Linked DNA regions of Mus musculus: region 1 is linked to region 2. The links are chromatin contacts, called in public HiChIP or PLAC-seq maps. All regions are on one chromosome and are shown on one strand. Each heading gives the region's core, a stretch centred on a gene start, on an enhancer-like site or on the middle of the called end of the contact. The rest is flanking DNA. Distances are from core to core; before and after follow the strand shown.

Region 1 (4,398 bases), core at 1,183-3,682, 630 kb after region 2:
TTGTAAGGGCTAAAGATGGGCTAAACGGCGTCAGGGACACCACAAGGAAACTTACAGAACCAACTAACCTGGGCCCAGAGGGGCCCCCAGAGACTGAACTGCCAACCAGGGAATGCATGGGACTGACTTAGGCCTCCTGCATATGTGTTATAGTTGTGCAGCTTGGTTGTCATGTGTGACTCCTAACAGTGGGAGTAAAGGCTGTCTCTAACTCTGTGGCCTGCCTTTAGATCCCTTTCCCTGTACTGGGCTGCCTCATCTAACCTGAACAGGAGAAGATACTAGTCCTACTGCAACTTGCTATGCCAAGGCTAGTTGATCTCCATGGGAGGCCTGCCCTCCTCTGAGGAGAAAGGGAGGAGGAGGAGATGGGGAGCAGGATGGGGGAGGGGAGCACTGTTCAAGGGAGGAGGGGGGAGCTGCTACAGTATTGATGGGCTCTGAACATAGTTGCGTATGCAGTACAATACAAACAACTGATGTCTGTCTACTTCCTCTTTTGAGCCAAGGTTTGTATTGTGCAGTCCAGACTAGCCTCTGACTTCCAGCTTTCCTCAGTTTGGGATTACAGATGAACACCACCATGTCTGACCCCCTTGAATTTTTTTTTTTTTTGAGACACGGTTTCTCTGTGTAGCCCTGGCTGCCCTAGAACTCCCTTTGTAGACCAGGCTGGCCTCAAACTCACAGAGATCTACCTGCCTCTGCCTCCTGAGTGCTGGGAATAAAGGCGTGCACCATCATGCCTGATTTTTTTTTTGAGAGACTCCCATGTAGCCTAGGCTGGTCTAAAATTTCTACTGTGCCTGCTTCTACCTCCCACATGCTAGGATTACAGTGGTGGACCTCACTAATATGTCTACTTTCAGTCTAATAATTAAAAATATTTTTGGGAGGGGGAGGGGGAGAGAGAGGGAGAGAGAGAGAGAGTGAGTGAGTGAGAGAGAGAGTGAGTGAGTGAGAGAGAGAGAGAGAGAGAGAGAGAGAGAGAAAGAGAGAGAGAGAGAGAGAAAGAGAGAGAGAGAATGCACACATGTACACATTCCACAGCATGTGTGGAGGGGTTAGAGGTCAACTTGTGGCAGTTGGCTCTCTTGCACTAATTAGGTCCTGGGAATTGAACTCAGCCCCTCAGGTGAGGCAGTAAGCACCTTAGCACCTTTACACCCCGAGCCGTTTTACCAGTTCCATCTTGTGGATTTTTAAGCAGACTTGGCTGCCATTGAGAACACGTGTGCTGTGACCCCCCCCCCCCACCCACCCATCACCGCTCTCCCTCTCCCTCTTCCCTAACTGAAACTCTGTCCTCGCTCACACTAACGCCTAGCTCCCACTCCGCCCAGCCTCAGTTCTCTACTATCTGCTGCTATGCACTTGCACTGTCTCAGGTCCTCAAGGAAGAGGAATCAAACAAGACCTGTGCGCATGCGCAGAATCAGGTTCTCGAGGAAGAGGAATCAAACGAGCCATGTGCGCATGTGCAGAATGTGTAACTACCATGCGCACAGGGTCACGTGCACCCGTGTGTACAGGGGCCAGAGGTTGACTTCTGGTGTCTTCCTCAATCACACTCCACCTTCGTCTTTTGGGGGTGGATGTCTCTCACTAAATCTGGAGCCCTCCAGTTTGGATAGACTGGATGGCCATCAAGCCCCCCGTCTCTGTCTTCCAAACAGTGGGATTCCAGGTGCCTGTGCCTTGCCCAGAGTTTTACATGGATGTCAGATTACAAGCCTTGGCCCTCATACTTGTCTGGCAAACATGTCACCAACTAAGGATGTCTTCAAAGTCTCCACTGCCTTGAATTCCCTATGCACTTGAGGATGGCCTTGAACTCCCGACCTTCCCAGCTTTTACTTCCTGAGTGCTGGGGTTACAGGCCTGCGTCATCTCCCCCTGCGAAGTGGTCACCTGGTAAACTTTATGTTATTTATATCCTACCACTGGATAGACCTTTACAGAAACCTCTATCTGATCTCTACTTCCCCAGGCCACAGACAACTCAGACATTTTATGGAGTAACTCATTCCCAAACTTATGTGTTCTAGAAAGAGACAAAATGTAGTGTTGAAATGGTTTCCCCCAAAAGCTGGGCCAGACGGCATTGTTTGCATTCTTAGAAAAATCTCTTTCAGAGTATTGTCCTTTGTCCCTTCCACTCCTATTCCCCTGGGTGGGGCTCGAGGGGGGGCGGGGGAGGCAAGGGAAAGACAGTTTAAAACCAGAAACCAAGAGATAAGCTCCCATGGGTGTAGACTGGCTTTGTGTGCCCTAGGAAGGCTAAGGCCAACCTCAGTTGTCATTCCATAGGAGCTATTTGTGTTGCTTAAACAGTGTGTGTGTGTGTGTGTGTGTGTGTGTGTGTGTGTGTGTGTACCCTGTGCATGAGGTTAGGGACAATCGGCAGGAGTCATGATTCTCCTATCACGTACATGGGTCCCAGGGATGCCAGTCCTCAAGCCTGACATGGAGCGCCTTTACACAGACGTTGAGGATAGTCTCGTATCATTTGAGAGGAGGGAACTTTAATTAAGAAAATGTCTCCAGGGCTGGTGAGGGGGTGCAGCAGCTAAGAGCACTGACTGATTTTCCACAGGTCCCGAGTCAATTCCCAGAAACCACATGGTGACTCATGACCATCTATACATAAAGGGATCTGATGCCCTCTTCTGGCCTGCAGGTGTACATGCAGACAGAGCACTCACAAGCAAGCAAGTGAGCAAGCAAGCTAGTAAGCAATAGAAAATAAAAGAAAGAAAGAGAGAGAGAGAGAGAGAGAGAGAGAGAGAGAGGGAGAGAGAGAGAGAGAAAGAAAGAAATTGCCTAAGAGAGGCCTGAAGGGAATCCTGTCAGCTCCTGCCTCCAGGCTCCTACCATGGTTGAATTCCTGTGCTGACTTCCTTCAGTAGCAAACAGTGATGTGGAAGCTTAAGCCTAATTAACCCTTTCCTCCCCAACTTGCTTTTGGTCATTGTGTTTCATTGAAGCAATAGAAACCTTAACTAAGACACCACCCATCATCCATCTTGCCGACGACGCCTCTGCGGTGTGTTTAATTTTGCATTGCATCTCTCCCTGGATTGGGATCTGTTTAGCTAGACTGACTAAGCACTGGGTCAAACATCCGTGCTCACCCAGGACTGGGATTCTAAACATGGATCAACAAGCCTGGGTTTCTCACATGGGCTCAAATTTAGGTCCTCACACTTGCATAGCAAGCACTGGATCATCTGAGCCATGCCCCAGCTCCCAGACAAGCTTCCTGATACTCAAAGGCCACCTGTAGAACGGGGACCAGCCGGGTTCACAGGATAATGGTGGAAGCACGGCCACCAAGAGCCAGCCCCACAACACAAGGGTCTCCTTACTCACCTCACAGAAGTATTTCTCGATGATGTCCAGGGCGCTATTGCTGATGGAAATGTTGTGGTGGTGCTGTAAACACTCAATTTTTTCAAAGCCACCAAATTTTTCTATCTGAAAATACAGCCTTTTCTTCTCTTGTAGATTGTCTATATGCTGAGGATGGGCGAGAAGCCAGCAAAGAGACAGTGAGACCCAGAGCGTGCTTGGGCAGTGTGTGTGTGTGTGTGTGTGTGTGTGTGTGTGTGTGTACTCATGCGTGTGTGCGCGCGTGCACGTGGAACTTCAGCTGGCCAGCCTTAAGGGGGCTGTTTTAGTTAGAGGCAGACCTGATCCAGGAGGAAAGGTCACAGACCCATTGAAAAGGCCAAGATCTCCCTCCTCTCCTGTCATTAATTCATTTCCTCAATCGTGCTTGAGTGCATTTATTTACAAAGTCCACCCCTGCCTTTAGTCATTCACAAAATCATCCACAAAGTCTTTCATTCACAACAATCACCCAGGAATTCACTCACTCATTCACAAAATCACCCAGGAATCCATTTGCCCAGGAATGCATCTGCTAATTCATTCATTCACAAAATCACCCAGGAATTCATTCACTCATTCACAAAATCACCCAGGAATTCATTCACTCACAAATACATTCATGAAGTCACCGGTGGGTTTATTTGTTCACACAGTCATTCACTTTTTTACTAAAAATGTATCCAACATTCATAGGATACTAATGTAATAAATCCAAAAAGGCATTTGTCCAAAGCACCAAAGAATTCAAAGTAAGAAAGCATTTAATAAACATCAAAGCCTAGATGAGCATTACAGGACTCTAGGAACTGCTGAGACAGGGTCTTACGCAGTCCAGGCCATCCTTGAACTTGGCTATGTAGCTGAGCACAGTAACCTCAATCCCTAGTCCTCCTACCTCCACCTCCACCTCCCCAGGTGTGGGCTTGGCAAGTCCACTCAACGCAGTCATTAAAGGAATCCATGGTATCAGCGCATAGCATTTCTCTCTTCACCTTTGTCCTGACC
Region 2 (4,404 bases), core at 776-3,275:
AAACAACAAAATCAACAGTCAACAACAACCAAACCAACAAAATCAACAGTCTTCCTCTTACTCCAGCTCTGTGGGTAGAAAGACAGGCCAAGGTGGTTCATTTTTGTGGTACTGTAATCTGCCTGCCCACACCAACCAAAGGTTTCTCAGTCAGAAGTGAGAAAAAGAACAGTTTGCTCAGGGCATCTGATTGCTTGTCTAAAGTTGACATTTTCTTTCCAGACCAGCAAGATAAACAATCAATTGTGTTTGAGAAACTTAACTGTGCCTGTGTTTTCCACTGCAGCAGATGCTCGGATTCCACGCACAGACTACAATAAATAACCCACATTCCTCAGTTATGGTTTTTCCTTGACTGAGTATTCATCTGAGTATCTTGTCTCCCCCACGCTAGGGCATTTTACTTCCATACTCTGTCGACACCCCACACCCCAGTTCTACCGGCTTCACATCATTTAAGTCTGAACAATGCCAATCCAAATACAAGGCTTTAAACATTCAAATTTCTGGCATTTCTAAAAATTATCATTTAATTAAGGAAGCACACTAATAGGAACAGGTTTTGGTCACAGTTGTGAACCTTCAAAATCATAATAATACAGTCTACTTTGTCTATCTAGAATAAATGTTATAGTGCACACATGGAGGGGTGGATATGATTTGGAGCCACAATGAATTCTGAAAATATTTTCATGCTGCTTTAAAATGATTTTCCAGCAACTCAATAAATTCTGATTTCAGGAACTAAGACCTTGCAAATCTAGAAACTCAATTTTAGGGGTGAAAAAAAAAAAACTAGAGAAATGACCAAAGAGTGGGTGAAAAAAGAATCTAGAGAAATGACCAAAGAGTGGGTTTTAATCATGACTACAAGTAAATTTAGAGAACTTTAAATCTCAGGGGTTCAGTGGACCTAAGTGGAATTAAAACAAAAGTTGTTTTGTATTCTATTAATAGCAGATGATTAAACGGATATCTCATTTCAAATGGAATTCATTTATAAGTACTTAAACTTACTAAACTGGCCACTAATCCCATGTCTGTTTCTGGAAAAATTCTCTCACATAACATGCCAGTTAAGCGACCAATCACCACACGTTCTGTCAGCTTAAGTCAATTCTTATTAAAATCTCAGTGCTCTCTGACTCCAATAACCTCCCCAAATCATGAACGTAGAAACAGTCCAACTGCGGGCGAACATGCTCATAATAATTGTATATAGATGTATAAAACTGTCAAAACGCTAAACAAAAAGTAATCAAAAGCCAAATCGAACTTAAAAGCTACTGTATGAAAGAGTCCAAGAGGGCGAAGGCGTTTCAAGTCTTCCCAGGAGCAGATTCCCTGGCAGCCTAGAAAATTCCCTGAGCCGAGGGAGCCAGGCTCACCTGGCGATGGATTCCTAATTACGGAGGAGTTTCTCCCCTACATTCTTTCTTTTCTCCGAGGAAACTCGAGCTTGTCTCTTTTCTCTCTCTCTTTTGGATCTGGGGAGGGGTTAGCCCCAGCGGTCAGACCAGCGCAGTCACTGACCACAAAGAGAAGTTGGGGGAGGATAAGAACCTCTCGGGGACCCCGCGGATTGTCGTCCACGTCTCCAATCCCCTTCCCCCAACACGGGAAATGTGGGGTCCCTGGGAGTCTCCAAGGGTCCAAGGGGGAAGGGGAGGCCCTTATCATGTAAAGTCCCCACTTTATCTCAAAAGCGAAAAAGAATCTCGACCGACCCCGCTGGCGACAATGGTCAGCTGCTTGTCCGGGCTCACGTTCCTGGCCTCGAACCCTGGAGTTCCCAAGTCTCCGGGCCTCCCAGCCTCCGCCCTCAGCCTGGAACCACAGAGTCCCGGATCCCCCCGGTCTCCCGTCTCGAGCTCCGCAAAGTCCCACACTTACCCGGTACGTGTTCTCCGTGAGCCGGTTCACCTCCTCCGGCCCCCGAGACATGGCTGCAGCCTCCGGGAGGGCGAGCGCGGGAGGACGCGGCGGGGCCTCGTGGCCGCCGGGCGGCGGGAGCGCCTAGGACTTGAGACTGAGTGGTCCTTGAGAGTCGGCCGCCGCCACAGCTGTCAGCGGGAGAGAGTCAGTGCGCGTCTCTGCTGCCAAAATGTCAAAACTTTGCGGCGCTTCGGTCTGTAAGGAGCTGCGAGGTAGACGTAGCCTGCCAAGGCTGGGACGAGCAAAGGGACGGGCAGCCCCACCTGAGGCGGGCGGAGTGGGCGGGGCCGTACGGCCAGAGGGCGGGGCAGCCCCACCTGAGGTGGGCGGGGCCTAGGCTGAGTACTCTAGAGTGGGCGGGGCGGCCTCGCGCGGAGACAGCCTGGTGGGAGGGTCGATCTTTTGGGGCAACCGGGGGAACCTGGAAGAGACTTGTTGCGCTAGGTGGGCGTGGCCTAGGGGCTTGCTAAGCGGAGCAGAAGCCCGGCCAGCGCGCCGGACTGATTGGCCCCAGCTGAGACGTGGAGCGGGGGTGGGGTCTGAGAGGCCAACAAGAGGGAGAAGCCAAGGGGAGGGGACGCGCCCTTACTCCCCCCACCTGAAATGGACTGATGGGCGTGGCCTAGATGGCGGATGGGCGTGGCCGAAACAAGAAGGGACGGAGTGAACGAAGTCGCCCTAGCTGTGTCCGCCAGAGTGGCACCGCAGAGTTGAGCCGGTGGGCGCGGTCTAGCAGACCGATGGGCGGTGCTGAAGCGAGGATGGCGTGGTTTAGACAGCCCCAGCTGAGGCAGGCAAGGGAATGGGAGAGTCTTCCTCGTGTGGGCGTGGCTGAGCAGCCTGGTGGGCGAGGCTGGAGCAGTACAAGGCGAGGTGGCTGGACCCAGTGGACCAGGCCATCTCGCCTAAGGCTTGGCAGTGGAGGTAATACCTCTGTTCGCCCTCTCCCGGCCCTCCCAGAGTTCCAGCCAAGCCCCTACACTGTGGTGTCTTTTAGAACAGGACCTGGACCTTTGGGCTTCTAGGTCTTTGGTCTAGTGTCCGCCACAAGGTGCTGGCTCTGAAAGCTCGAGGCTCACATCCTCCGCAGGTGAATCCTCTAAGCTCTCTGCCTTTGAGTAACTTCCACATACCTCCTACGAATCGGTTTCCCTGATTGAAGGTCCACGGGGCATGGTTTCTCATGGATGGAGCCACCCACAATTTTGAAAGTTCCGGGGTGCCAAAAAAAGTAACTAACGCCAAGATCTGATTACTGGAATAACAGAACATTAAGAATAAGTTTAAAATCCCATGCTTTACAACTATGTAAATCACAAGACTGTCTAAAAATTTCCTCTGTGTGTGTGTGTGTGTGTGTGTGTGTTACAAGAAGTCAACCTTGGGCGTCATTCCTCAGCCGATATCTACTATATATATCTTGGAGACAGAGTCTCTTACTGAAGTAGCTAAAAAGGATAGACTGATGGCTATCAAGTCTCCACAAGCCCCATGAATCCACCTGTCTCCCAAATTCCCAGCACTGGGAGTACAAGAGCATATCTACTGTATGTAGCTTTTCACATGGGTTCCGCAGATGGAACCCAGGTCCCAATGTTCGCACCACAGGCACTTTACAAACTGACCCATTTCCTCAGCCCCCAGGTCGGCTGAGGCGTCTAGGATGTCTGTGCTTTCTTTCATCTTGTAGAGGCCATGTAGGTGTGTGGCTCCTGGCACATTATTTAAAACTTTTATTTTATGTGTAAGCTACTTGGACTGCATGTATGTCATCTGTGACTGATACATATATATGTACATGCCTGGTGCATATGTCAGAGGTCAGAAGAGGGCTTCAGATTCCCTGAAACTTGGGTTGCAGAAGGTTGTGACCATCATGTGGGTACTGGGAAACAAACCTAGGTCCTCTGGAAGAACAGCCAGTGTTCTTAACTACTGAGCTGTCTCCCTAGTCCTTCCTGGTGCTTCCTGTTGTCTACCCAGTCACACCCAACCCAGCTCTGAACATGTCCTAGAGTACACACCTAGGACTGAGGTGACCCAGACTCCAGGGCCACAGCAACCTTCTCCTAGCAGAAAACACACTCAGCGCTTGAGACTTGAACTCAGCCGGAGTGGGCAAGGCTTTATTTTTAAAAGCTGTCCAGGTACGATTGCTTTGTTTATGAGCTTGGAGGATACGAAGCTTCTAAACTGCTCCAGGATAAAGTTCACTGGGAAATACACACAAAGAAAGCACTGTGTGCCCCAGATGGAAACACTGAAAGTATGGGATGACTCTGGACTTAGAACAGACACAAGCACTTGGACTCTGGGGCAGTCTTATCACGTTTTGCAGGCTATAAAACATATCTGGCTTGGGAAGCAAATGGTGGTTGGTGTGGGTTGCATGGTGGAGGGAATAACACCTCAGCCCTATGTTGGAGGCAGTGGGAGACGCTCCCCATGTCTTTAAAGGATCTTTAGGAG

Evidence for each region. HiChIP or PLAC-seq counts read pairs in DNA pulled down with a chosen protein or histone mark.
Region 1: a contact with region 2 is called in an H3K27ac HiChIP or PLAC-seq map of extraembryonic endoderm stem cells, with 2.9 times the contacts expected there. The contact joins the enhancer-like site here to the promoter of Dmrt1i in region 2. A contact is called at or near these places in 3 of 39 promoter capture datasets (embryonic stem cells, hippocampal neurons and stem cell-derived epiblast-like cells) and 2 of 115 datasets of contacts at active chromatin or transcription factors (extraembryonic endoderm stem cells and pancreatic cancer cells).

What each region holds. Positions count from the first base shown.
Region 1 is chr5:144,986,314-144,990,711 of GRCm38.p6, forward strand. Kpna7 (karyopherin alpha 7 (importin alpha 8)) reads right to left here. Exons shown (of 12, transcript NM_001347531.1): 10 at 3,373-3,519. Among named protein-coding and RNA genes, the nearest start is that of Kpna7, 20 kb to the right of the region's middle. Within about 2 kb of position 2,433, at least 50 of the 459 cell types and tissues checked have an H3K27ac peak or open chromatin away from gene starts, as enhancers often do. A contact at or near this core is called in extraembryonic endoderm stem cells and pancreatic cancer cells, where this site is marked.
Region 2 is chr5:144,355,898-144,360,301 of GRCm38.p6, forward strand. It overlaps Dmrt1i (Dmrt1 interacting ncRNA), which reads left to right and starts at 2,026. Exons shown (of 2, transcript NR_102374.1): 1 at 2,026-2,147. It overlaps Baiap2l1 (BAI1-associated protein 2-like 1), which reads right to left and starts at 2,215. Exons shown (of 14, transcript NM_025833.3): 1 at 1,894-2,215. The coding sequence starts at 1,944.